Linked DNA regions of Pan paniscus: region 1 is linked to region 2. The links are chromatin contacts, called in public Hi-C maps. All regions are on one chromosome and are shown on one strand. Each heading gives the region's core, a stretch centred on a gene start, on an enhancer-like site or on the middle of the called end of the contact. The rest is flanking DNA. Distances are from core to core; before and after follow the strand shown. Region 1 has its middle 57 kb from the start of RIPOR2. Region 2 overlaps RIPOR2 (RHO family interacting cell polarization regulator 2).

Region 1 (6,046 bases), core at 833-3,332, 130 kb after region 2:
ACTTGGGAGGCTGAGGCAGGAAGAATTGCTTGAACCTGGGAGACAGAGGTTGCAGTGAGCCGAGATCATGCCATTGCACTTCACCCTGGGCTACAGCATGAGTCTCAAAAATAAAAATAAAAATAAATAAATAAATACCTTTTGTTGTGTCAATATAAATAAAACAGGCCAAATGCAACAAAACATACTATATCAAAAATAAAATCCTCACTTTCGGTTCCTGGACATTTTCTCAAATGAAAGAGTTGGCTTATCCAAAATGATGTTTGTAGTCATATTGTAACATGTGCTTTTAGGCAATAACGTCTCAGTGTGCTGAAAAGATAAAGGTCTTAGTTTCTGGACGTGTCAAAGGACAAGACCAAATCAACTTTAATAGGTGGATATTTGCAAAAACATCATTGATAATGCTTCTAATGATGTAGAAAAGATAAATCAGCAAATAAGAAGTCAATACCAAAAGAGGAACTCCAACATTGCAGACAATTAGAGCTGATGACAAAGATGTGATACCTGGATGCTCAGAGCTTCATATGGCCTCATGGTCTCAAGAAGCCACAATCGTGAGTCGTACCCTGGGGCTTCTGAAAAAAGTGGACTGATTGGACTTATATTGATACGAGTGAATAGTTTAAAAGCCACTGTTTCAATATTGTTTACTATGACAATGATGGTTTATAGTTTAAACTTATCTGTATGATGTATTAGAATGAGAGGACTGAATACTCTAAGGGTGACTCATAGTGTGCATTTGTTGCATTGTTTGAGAACATTCAGCTATGCTGTAGAAGGAAAAAAAGAAATGGGATATGTCATAAGCTCATAAGGGGTGTTAAGTAAAGTACTTAGTAGAGCACGTGTATGTTAAATATAGATAGAAAAGAATGGATGGGCCAGGAAAATCCTAGTATTTTATGAGATCATAAATATACACGAGGCACTTGGGCACCAAATGTACATCAGACATATGAAGCTCTAAATACACAATAAAATCCAAATGCTCAGGATACATAAAATATGCATGCGCACTCAATGTTCATAACACTTTAATTTGGCCAGCCATTGGTGGTACCTATCATGACCCACATGTTCTCTGTCCAAGGCACAAATAAAACCCATGGCTGTTCAATAGTCTAATCAATGAGCTACAATTGCAGCCAGGCATACATGGCCCTGTTCCTGTGTCTTTCTAACAAGCATGCGTCATTAGCCCTGGGAACCTTCTGCTTGTAGAGCCCTTGCTCAAACCTCAGGTAGGTCTGGTCTTTATAATCATAGCTTCAGTGTTGAAGGCTGATGCAGCTGAGAGAGAGGACATAAAAACTTTGTACACCGTAGGATTCAGATAATATTATTCTTTCACCCTACTTGCCCTCTATTTTACATTACCTTACCAGATCTCTTCTTGCTATGTATTTTAAATTGTTTTAATAACCTATATAATTTGAGAATTTTAATTTAGTCTGTGAGCCATTCTGTTGTGTGACTTCTTGGGTAGCTTGTCTGGTGGTATACTAGGAGGTACATTGCAACAAGGTAATTTCCCACAAGACAGATAGGATCCAGAATTCTGGAAACCTCAACCAGCTAAATGCTATGATTATGTCCCCCTGCTAGGTAACCAAGGGACATCTATGCACAGTGGCTGAACGCCATCCATGAAATCCCACCTATGGATTTAGGTTTATGGAATTCACAACCAAACCTCACTGTGGGCCCCCAGTGTGCTGGGCCTCTTGGAGCCCTGAGAAGTCCTCTGCTTAGATTAGGTGGCCACCAAAACTGGCTAAGTGGCCTCTGTATCTCCCAGACCCATATCCAAACCTCAGCTTAAAGGGTTTTAATGAAACCCTCAAAGGAAAAAAAAGAATAGCATCCTAGAGACAGCTGGTCAAGGGAAGAGTTAGGTGAGTTGGTCTAACCTGCTTACTCCAGACCTTCCGAGGGAAGCTAACCCCATCCAGGCAGGAAGCAGCCCCACACCCTCTTCTTGTACCTGATTTCTGAGATAAGAGAGCTCCACAGAGAGAGTTCACCACGTGGACTCAGAGTTTCAATTCATTTTGCATCCACTATGATATTTTAAAAGCTTTGGCTCTTGACACCAAAGCCCTAGGGGGCAAGACAGGGAGCCTGACACTCCACCTGGTGGTCAGAGTGTTGTATTAACAGGTTTTTGCTAAGAATCTGTGCACTGAGTTAGGAAAGCATTTGATAATGGTTTTTTCTCAAGAGCTCTGCAAATGGTCACAAAACAAGGTACTATAGGAGGAGATCCTTCCTTTGGAGTCCACTTGGCTTGAGTGACCTTTATAGTCCATTCTAAATCTTAGCTCTCATGAAATTTTCATAATTTGTCTTATCACGCAGAAGACATTACAGGTACTCCTCACTTTGCATGGTTCCAAGAGCAAATGCTCCTCCACCTGATAAACAACTTCAGCAAAGTTGCAGGATACAAAATCAATGCCCAAAAATCACTAGTATTCCTATACACTAGCAACAGCCAAACCAAGAACCAAATCAGAAGGCAATCCAAGTCACAATTGCCACAAAAAGAATAAAATACCTAGGAAAACGGCTGACCAGGTAGGTGAAAGATCTCTACAATGAGAATTACAAAACACTAATCAAAGAAATCAGAGAAGACACAAATAGAAAAAATCTCATGCTTATGAATAGGAAGAATCAATATCATTAAAATGGCCATACTGCCCAAAGCAATTTACATATTCAATGCTATTCCTATCAAACTGCCAATAACATTCTTCACAGAACTAGAAACAACTATTTTAAACTTTATACAGAACTAAAAAGAGCCCTAATAGCCAAGGCAATCCTAAGCAAAAAGAATAAAGCTGGAGGCATCGCATTACTAGACTTCAAAATATACTACAAGGCTATAGTAACCAAAACAGCATGGTACTGGTACAAATCTGGATTTACATGTAAAACCTCATGATTTTAAAACAACGACAGCAATTCAAACTTAAATATCCTATGAGCCAAGCAAACAAAGTGCCACCAGGGAATGGCCTTTATTGTAAAACACCTGCAATAAGGATATCTTTGAATGGAAGACAAATTTGTTTGTTGTTTGTATTTCTGTCAGGTCAATAGTAATATTTTGTTGTTTGTATTTCTGTCAGGTCAATAGTAACATTTTGTTCAGCATTTCTAATTGTGTTTATCTGATCTTCTCTCTATTCTTTATTAGCCTAGCTAGTGGCCTACTTTATTAATTTTTCGAAAAAACCACCTCTGAGATTCATTGATCTTTTGAATGGTTTTCTCTTTGTAGGTCTCTAAGAACTTGCTTTATGAATCTGGGTGCTCCTGTGTTGGGTGCAGATATATTTAGGATAGTTAGACCTTCTTGTTGAATTGAAGCCTTTACCATTATGTAATGCCCTTCTTTGTCTTTTTCTCCCCTTTCTTGGTTTGAAATATGTTTTGTCTGAAATTAGGGTTGCAATCCATGCTTCTTTTTCCGTTTTCCATTTGCTTGGTAGATTTTCCTCCATCCTTTTATTTTAAGCCTATGAGTGTCATTATGTGTGAGATGGCTCTCTTAAAGACAGCATACCATTGGGTCTTGCTTTTTTATCCAGCTTGCCACTCTGTGCCTTTTAAGTGGGGCATTTAGCCCAATAACTTGATTTTCATGAAAGAGGTTAATGGTGTGTGTGTGCGTGCACACATGTGCCTATGCACATGCTCACTTTCAGTAATTCAAAGAAGTATCCTATATCAGAGGTCTTCAAACTGTGACCTGACGGCAAGGCCAAATTCAGTCTGCCAATTGTTTGCTTGTTGTAAATAAAGTTATATTAAACAGTCATGTCCATTTGTTAATGTATTTTCTATGGCTGCATTCACATTACGAAGGCAGAGTTGAACAGTCTCACAAATTGCATATCCCCCAAAGATGACAATATTTACTATCTGACTCTTTGAGAGCAATTCTGCTAATGCTTGCTTTAAATTTTGATTTGGTATCATTTTAAAAATCTCATTAAATTTTTAACAGACTATTTAATCAATTAACTTGTAGTTCAGCCCAAGATAAGAGTTGATTCTTGAGTTAACTGGTACCTAACATTTCACTCACAGTGCCATTCCTTTGGCTAAATGTATTGTTCTTTGTTAAAATGTAAGCTCCCAGACAAAGGTATGACACACAGTAATTTCTGAGTTATAGTAATTGGGAAACAGATAATTTCCAAAGAGTAGGTTTTTTAAGGTGATAGGAATAAGAGGATATGAGGAACTGGACTCTTTGAGACTGAGGAAGACACATCAAGAAAAAAGGTAAAGGGATATAAAGGGGATGTTAAGGAGAGAGAAGACTAAGCTTCTATTTTGTAAATTAGTGAAGGTCTGGACCAACACAAATCAAAGAAAGTACAGATCAGGTAATACCATTTGAAGGTCTGATCACGTTTCTTTGCAGCATCTTAGAGTGTATCACAATATAGCACCTTATTTCCATCAAAAACACCATGTGCTAAGCCATGAGGAGACTGGGATGTTGAAAGCCATTTGCAGGTAAAGTGGTGCTGAAAGCATTTCCGATCTGTTGTAATGGCTCTGATCACCATTGCTGCTCCCTAGCCCACTTTCGATTTTTCTACCTTTATTCTCACCTGTAGAAGAGCAAAGAAGAAGGGACTTGAAGGATGTGGGAGAAGACATTGGGGTACTCATGAGAGTGATGGGACATGGTTTGGGGTGTCTGTGGCCACCATAAGGCAAAGTTTTGGGTTCTGAAACCTGGGGTGGAACAATGTTCCCTGGCTCCCTGGGCCAGTGCTAATGACCAATAGCACCATGAAACTTGCATACCAGAAACATACTCCAAGCATCCTAATTTGGTCTACACTTGCCCCATCTCTACTTGAGCTTAACTCTTTATCTTAAAATGAGGATTATCTCTGTCTCTCTCTTCCCATTTCTTGGATGTATTGATTCACAGTGAACTCTGACAGCCAATGGAGCTCACATTTTGTTTAGACATTATACTGTGATGTATATGGCCCCAGTGTCTGTGGCCAACCATCCTCTCTGCCATGCAGAATTTGGTTGCTGAGGCCACTAGGGGATACTCTAAATCCAGGGAGCCATCTGGTTCTGAGGAAGAAGGGCTGGGAACTAGGCCTGAGCTACCAGCGTGGGGACTTTTCCTTTCCTTTCTGCATCATCTTCTCTTCTTATTATGAGGGTTTTGTGCTAGAGAGCAGGACCCCAGCCTTAATAGGCTCCCTGGCTCTGCTGTTTGCTTTGCCTCTAAAGGGGTCCTCAGCCTGGGAGTGCACAGAGACTTTTCCTGGGGTGGATGTGGCTGTAGAGGAGGGTGAGGCTTCAGCAGTAGGAGCTGCTGAAGGGGCAATGAATTGTCTCAAAGGGTCCATCAGGACAGAAGAGAAATGGTCCCAGAGGGAAGCCATTTGGTTGGATAAAGTGTGCTATTCCTGGGTGGCATCACTGGGGGAAGGGAGTAGGGGCAAGTGGCCACGGGGAGGGAGGACTCTGGACAGCCAGGCCTTGCCTGGGAAACTGCCAATCCCGGCAACTCAATCCACCCCTTGTACACAGTTTGTCATCCTCTAGATTCTGTGCCATAGGAGCATCAGGGAAGTGAACTTGGAATGAAGGTGGCAGGGCTGCAGTCTCGCACAACTCCACAAAGCTCTGCTTACAGAGAATACAACATACAAGGTACCTCTTATATGTTCTCAAGTCATTCTTTATATTGTGAACCATTTTAATAAAGTTCATAGCAATTCCCCAAGGGATATTTTATATCTGTATAAATACAGATGTTTCTATGAAGATCTAACATCCCAAATCTACTCTCAAATCTGCAACTAGAGTGATTTTTTTTTTTTTTTGAGATGGAATCTCGCTCTGTCGCCCAGGCTGGAGTGCAGTGGCGTGATCTTGGCTCACTACAAGCTCCGCCTCCCGGGTTCATGCCATTCTCCTGCCTCAGCCTCTCTAGGAGCTGGGACTACAGGCGCCCATCACCACGCCCGGCTAATTTTTT
Region 2 (6,792 bases), core at 4,238-6,737:
GAGAATCGCTTGAACCCAGGAGGCGGAGGTTGCAGTGAACAGAGATAGTGCCACTGCACTGCAGCCTGGGTGACACAGCGAGACTCTGTCTCAAAAACAAAACAAAACCTCTGCAAATTAGTTCAGGATTAATCTATTGCCTGTTTATGTAATTACAATGGAAGACTGGTTGAAAAGAAACTGATCTGACATTGTTACTAGATAAAGGTGAATAAAGGGGAAATCCTTTGAAGGTGTTTTTTCCCCCCCTTTAAAATTACCAGAAATTTTATATCTGAAGAAAACTGAATGTGAGAAAGGTACTTGGTAGTGATGTTTTTTTCACTTCTCAGCCCATGTTACTAAGCAAAATTTCTTGGAACTGCTGTAGTGGCATCTCTGATCCTCTGATTGTAGCAATAATGTAGCACAATGGCACTATCCAGGCACAAACAGCTTTTGTGCCGTGCTTCTTAAAGTTCTATCTGCTGTGTAAGCCACTGGTGGTACTGGCCACGGAATTAGCACTAACAGTGGGGCAATGACAGTTACAGTCTGTCTTTGAGGCCTGGCCAGGTTTCTTACAGGCTCTTGTCTGGGGGCCTGCTGGCATTTTCACAGTTGGAGAAAGCTGCAAGTGTTCTCGACAGTTTGTGATTACCAGTGCATGATCTAGAAAGCTTAATGAAAGCTTTCTAGCTTTCACTCAAAAAACCATCATGGGGGTTACCTCTGAGGATGCGCACTGGGGGCTTGCAGGGGTCATACCTTTGGATGTTTCACGGCGCTCACATATTACTGATCTAACACCTCCTCCACAGCCTCGTTTGGAGGGTGTTACAGCAGCTGCCTACTCTTGCCTGCCTTCCTTTGCTCAGACACCATTCTGCCAGAAGAACGCTCTACATCATTTTTCCCAGTTCTATGATGATCTTCCCTTCCAAGAGTCACACTTCCTACTTTAAGACAACCAAGTAGCTATACAGTCAGGAGCTCCTATTACAGGAGTTACTGATCTATTGACCGGGCATAAATAATGCAAGTTTACTAGCTCAATGGTGGTTCTTCCTTCTGAGGAAGGTTGACCTGCCCTGGAAACTGTAAGGACCAGGATATATGCACTGCCTGGAACTTAATTTGAACAAAGTAATAATTTGGAGAACTAGTTTGCTCTAAGGAACTACATCCCTTTACCTCCATCCTGTTTGATAGTTTGCAGATTAAGTGCTCTCCGTTCAGCCTGGCATTCATGGATTTTTATAGTCAGGACCCAACTAATTCTCCATAGCTCTTCTCCCAACAATCACGTCAGCCACACCGGTCTACTTGTCACCTCTGAACAGGCTTTCCTCTGTTTGGTGAATGCTATTCTGGTGCTGTTCACCATACATTACACTGGGATGCCTTCCTCTTTCCTGCTCCTCTCCCCAACTAGAGAGGTGAGTGGCAACCTTTTCCTCCTCTCCCCTCCTGCTTCTGCAGCAAACTGGGTCACACTGTTGTTCAGGTGGTCATTTGTTCCATTGAATGAGAATGCACAGCCTCATATGTCTGTTTTCTCTGGTAGACCATGTGGAACTCTAGGCCAGGGACCAGTCATCAGAATGCAGTCAAGTGCCTGGCCAATAGCAGGCGCTCAGTAAGTACTTGCTCTATTCTCTTTAATGTCACTACCCCAAAAGGTTGTTTTCTAGTGTTGGGGTTGGGGCAAAAAGGGAAGTGAGGAAGGGTGTGGCACGAGGAAGTTAGTGGTTGCCAGGTCTGAGAGTATTGTGAAATAGTCTCAGTTTGTCAATATGTATGTTGGAAGTAGTTTTTACCAGAATGAGTAACAGATGAGAAAGCAGCTAATTGCAAAGACAATAGGATTTCTTGGCAGCATGAGGTTTCCCTTTCTCTTTATGGAGGAAGAGAAAGATTTCCATGGGGGTGTTTACCATTGAAAGCATTCACAGATGTAGTTTCTGAGTTTGCCTGTTAGATGAGGAAAGTGGAGGAGACAGGAGTCTATCAATGAGGAAGGAGATTTAGTCTCAGGCCTGAGAAACCCCATGGAAGAAACCAAGCGTTCAGGTAGACTCTCAGGAACATCAGGCAGGAGAGCAAGAACAACAGAGAGAGGAGGAGATGGAGGAGCAGGAGCAACAGCAAGTTCATCAGTCCATCAGGGCTGTGATGTAGCGGGGTGGCCAGGTCCCCCAGTAGGTGGCAGGGACTCCAGCATCATCTCCTCCCTGAACACCAAGCCTGAAGCTCCAGATCTGGTCCGAGGGTGGTCCCTTTCCTCCCATCCCACTCCTAGGGTGTCTCTGTGCTAGGTTGGAGAGGATCTGCCCGTGAGGGAGACCATTCTTTGAGCAATGGTTTATATTGTCTGCTCAGCTCTGAACTTCCCTCATAACATGGAGTTAGAGGTGGGAATGCATTAGGAACAAAGAACCCTGGAATTCACTTTCTTGTCTGACTCCAATTTACGTGTGACTCCTGGGACAAGTCATTTAGCCTCTCTAGGCCCCTATTTCCCATCTGTAAAATCAGGAAATTACCATCCCACCAAAAATAGATGCACTTGATAATACTGAGCATCAGAAATAGAAGAAATATAGTACTTTTTTATATTAGCAGTGATAGGCGATGTGCATGATTTGAATTACCGTTAGGCTGCGAGACTCTGCGACTGTGCTAGTCTGTGTGGGTGGCGTCTGAGAGTTGGGGGAAGTAGAGGGAAGGTTTTTTGCTAAACACTGATTCAGGGCAGTTATTTTCCAGAATTGATCAGGCTGCTGATAGAATCATCCTCAAAGTTAAAATAAAAATTCCAGGGCCCACGTGGGACTATGGACCTGCGTGATTTTGGAACCACTGACTCAAGTGAGGACCCAAAAATGTAGAGAATGGATCTAAAAAATGGAAAAAAGCACAGATGCCAGACTCAGTAGCAAAGCAAGTGTTGAAACTTAACACTGAATACTAAACTGATTCCCTACCGGATCTGCCGGAAGAGAAGCATGCAGCCATTTGGGAAGCTGAGGGTCAAGGTCATTTATATTCCAGGTATTCTCAGACAGGCTCTCACATGTCAGTGCCTAGTGCTTGACAGAATAATTTCCCTCCTGAGTTAGATGATTCATTGGAAAATGAAGCCCTCCTGTCGAGACCTTTCAAAAAAAAGTCTCCTTTCTTTACTCCCTTAATTGCAGAAAGTAGAAAGAGGGTGATTAAATCCCCATTAGCAACCCAGGGATCAAGCTGCTAAGAAACCTCAGAATTGCATAAGCACCAGCCCTCTTCACTGCAGTCAGATGGGCCAAAACTTGGAAGAGAAATTGACTTGCTGTGATGGCCGCTCATTTGACAGCCATGCCTGGCCACTGAGCCGTAAATCTGACAACACCTGAGCAATGCTCTATTTTCTAAAACCAGACTTCGTTTTTGTTCTGAAGATGCTGTGGTTTAACTCAATAATGTGTCTAGTTTGGAACTTTCTGGAATAAATACCAGAAAGGCACTGGGAGGGGAAAAATTCTCTGTGGGTTTAACACCAAGATTTACAAAATTTCACAGTTAGTTTGCTAGAAACATGAGGAGCTAAAGGAAGAATTTAAAGATCACCCCAAAGAAGCCAACAGACAAGCTAGAATGTGGGACATTCTGTACAACAATGGTTTCTACAGCAAGTCAAGGGTAGAAAAAAAGAGGGGGAGAGGTTTGTTTTAGATTAAAGGAAATCTAAAAGATATACCTAACAACCAATTGTAATGCATGGACCTTGTTGGGATCCTAATTTGAACTAATCAAATGTACAAGGCATTTTTGAGACAACGGGGGAAATCTGATAATGGAATGGGTTAATAACCAGGGTTTATTATTTTTGTTAACTGTGAAAATGTGACAGTACTTGGCATCGAGGTTATGTAAGATGACAGCCCCATGCTTTAAGAGATGCGTACTGAAGTGTATAGCAGCAGACTGACATATCTGGGTTTTATTTCATCAAAGGACTTCTCTTTTATCAAAGGAAAAACAAAAGCAAAGAGATGGAGCAAATGTGGCAAAATCTTGCTAATTATTACATCTAGGTGATGGGTTTATGGGGGTTCATTATAATGTTCTCTCCACTTCTGTGTGTGTTTGAGATTCTGTCATAATATTTTTGTGTGTGTAGGTAAGCCTCAGGATGAGAAGCATCAGTAAACTATCAAAAATGGGGTGGGTTGAGAGTGGGTGGCGCTGCGTCTTTGCAAGAAAAATAAAAATAGCATGGGCTCTCAAACTTCAAGGAGCTCTGCACTCTGCAGAGATGGCTCCTTATTCTCTCTAAACAAGGAAAATAATACCTTTCATCTTGATGGAGAATTCTCCCAGCAGATTCTCTAGCTCCGCTTCAATGGTGCACATATTCTGCAAAGAGGACAGGAGACGATCATGAGAGCTAGCCTTTCACCCAACAGCTCAAAGCACACGACGTTCGAACAGCAGCACAACCACTGCGTGAACAACGAGAAGCATTTACCTGTTTGCTCCACACAGCACAGCCTAAGAAACATTCTTGACAAAATGTTTGATCTGAGTCTAAGCCCACCTTTTAGTGTACAGGAAATTTAGGGCATAGATGAGCAAGTCAGATTATATCAAAAATAGACACATTCAGAATGTGGGGTAGTCTATAGGAATTAGCATGAATTCTACAAAAAGGCAGTATCATAGGGGAAAAAATTTCTACATAAAGAGACTAGACAAACATAATCACCAAATGTAACAACTTAACCTTGATAATATCCTGATTTGAAAGTAAATAAATCAAAACATTTATAAAAGACATTATTGATCCAAATAGGGAAAACTTGAAAATGGACAATATGTTATATAATTCTATGGGATGATTGTCAATTTTCTTGGTTGTGGTAATGGTATGTGGTTATGTAGGAAATGTAGATATTCCACAGGTTACTATTAAGAGATCCCTGGCTTGATTTAGCCATTGTATTACATATTTCTGTGCATACACACTTCAAAACATCATGTTGTATACCATAAATATGTAGTTTTTATTTGCCAATTACAAATAAATTTTAAAAAGAGATCCAGGTTAAAATACATATGGGGTGAAATGTCATGATGTCTATCACTTACTGTCAAATGACTTGAGGGGGATTTGATCATATGAGAGAGAGGGAAAACAAATATGGCCAAATATTACCGATTGGTAAATCTAGATAAAGGCATATGGTGTTCAATGTACTAGTCTTTCAATTTTTCTATAGGTTTGAAATTTTTCTTAAAAATTTGGGGCCAAAAGAGCACAAGGGCTGAATTCTGCTCAAGTGAGTAAGGCAGACTTCCTACTGCAAACCTACAGCACCCCAAAAATTATTTTTGGGTCTGACAAGGGTCTTCTCTTTGATGTTGAAGGAACAGGATAGAGAGAAGGAGTAACACCATCTGTGCATGTGGTTAGATACATAACTACCCTCACCCTACTTCCTCAATACCTGAGGACCTAAATAGAACAATTGCAGTTAGAAATGAAAAGGGAAAGTGCTGCGGCCATGGGCCATCCCCAGGGAGGCCCTTCTGCTGCTTGACCAGCTTACAATCTGGATTCTGCCTCTGCTATGCTAAGCAGCAGTCTCCACTGAAGCTTGATGCAGGGTGATGTCTGCAGGCTTCTCCCTCAGTTGCCAGCCTCCCACAAGGCTAGGGGTTCGAGGGTGGCCTCACTGACAAAAGCATGGCCAGCTTGATTAGTGCAGGCTGGTATTGCTTCCATTTGAATTCTGTATGCTGAGGACCTCAGCCTAGAGGTTCTGATTCTTCTATGTTTCTTTGTTCTGCTCCAAATGATCACTCTCATGGGATGCAAAGAGAATGGCATTGCTTTTTCCCTTGTAAATTCTCACTACCTGAACTAGCTAGCAAGGCTGGGGAAAACTTCCTGAAGTCTGAGCTCTGTGTAGCTTGAAAGCCTTGAAAACAAAGCCTCAGTATTATAAACCAATTTATTTCCTCAGAGTATTGGGCACTTCTGTGAAGAAACACAGTTTCCAGACATATCAACTATGCTATCATGCATGTCAGGATTGCTACCAGTATCTCTGAAAAACGTGAGAGCAGCTAGGTTAAGACTTGAGGACATCCATGGTCAAAATTTTCCTCCCCCGACCCCCTGGCACCCCCCCCCACCCACAGCCACTGATGAACATTGCTGCACACGCAAAAGCACCTGAGCCACCTTGACCTCATTGTTAAATCCTCATTTTAAACCATCATCATAATAACATGCTGGCTTTTGTGGTTATGTGAGGATGTATTTCTTTCTTGCTTTTTTGTTTTTTTGAGATAGAGTCTCTATCTGTCACCCAGGCTGGAGTATAGCGGCGCTGTCTCAGCTCACTGCAACCTCCGCCTCCCAGGTTCAAGCGATTCTCCTGCCTCAGCCTCACGAGTAGCTGGGATTACAGGTGCCCGCCACCACGCCCGGCTAATTTTTGTATTTTTAGTAGAGACGGGGTTTCGCTATGTTGGCTGGGCTAGTCTTGAACTCCTGACCTCAAGTGAACCTCCCAACTTGGCCTCCCAAAGTGCTGGGATTACAGGTATAAGCCGCTGCACCCGGCCATGAGGATATAAAACCACCTGATACCAAATGAGGTATGAGGCTACAGAAGCCCTGGACTTCTTTCTTCTCTAAGGCAGTTTAAATTGCACTCTATGTCTTTGAATTTGTGAGCAAGGTCATGATGCCATGCCCTGGCACTTGATCAAGGGTGGCTGTGTCTGAAATGACCTGCAAATATGCCAACAAAGGCAGCC

Evidence for each region. Hi-C and Micro-C count contacts between places; a contact is called where the count stands out from the background.
Region 1: a contact with region 2 is called in a Hi-C map of induced pluripotent stem cells, with 2.7 times the contacts expected there. The contact joins two enhancer-like sites. A contact is called at or near these places in 2 of 3 Hi-C or Micro-C datasets (fibroblasts and induced pluripotent stem cells).

What each region holds. Positions count from the first base shown.
Region 1 is chr5:39,635,434-39,641,479 of NHGRI_mPanPan1-v2.0_pri, forward strand. No RefSeq gene overlaps it. Among named protein-coding and RNA genes, the nearest start is that of RIPOR2, 57 kb to the left of the region's middle. Within about 2 kb of position 2,083, at least 1 of the 2 cell types and tissues checked has open chromatin away from gene starts, as enhancers often do.
Region 2 is chr5:39,501,969-39,508,760 of NHGRI_mPanPan1-v2.0_pri, forward strand. RIPOR2 (RHO family interacting cell polarization regulator 2) reads right to left here. Exons shown (of 23, transcript XM_034961558.4): 8 at 4,317-4,380. Among named protein-coding and RNA genes, the nearest start is that of ARMH2, 55 kb to the left of the region's middle. Within about 2 kb of position 5,488, at least 1 of the 2 cell types and tissues checked has open chromatin away from gene starts, as enhancers often do.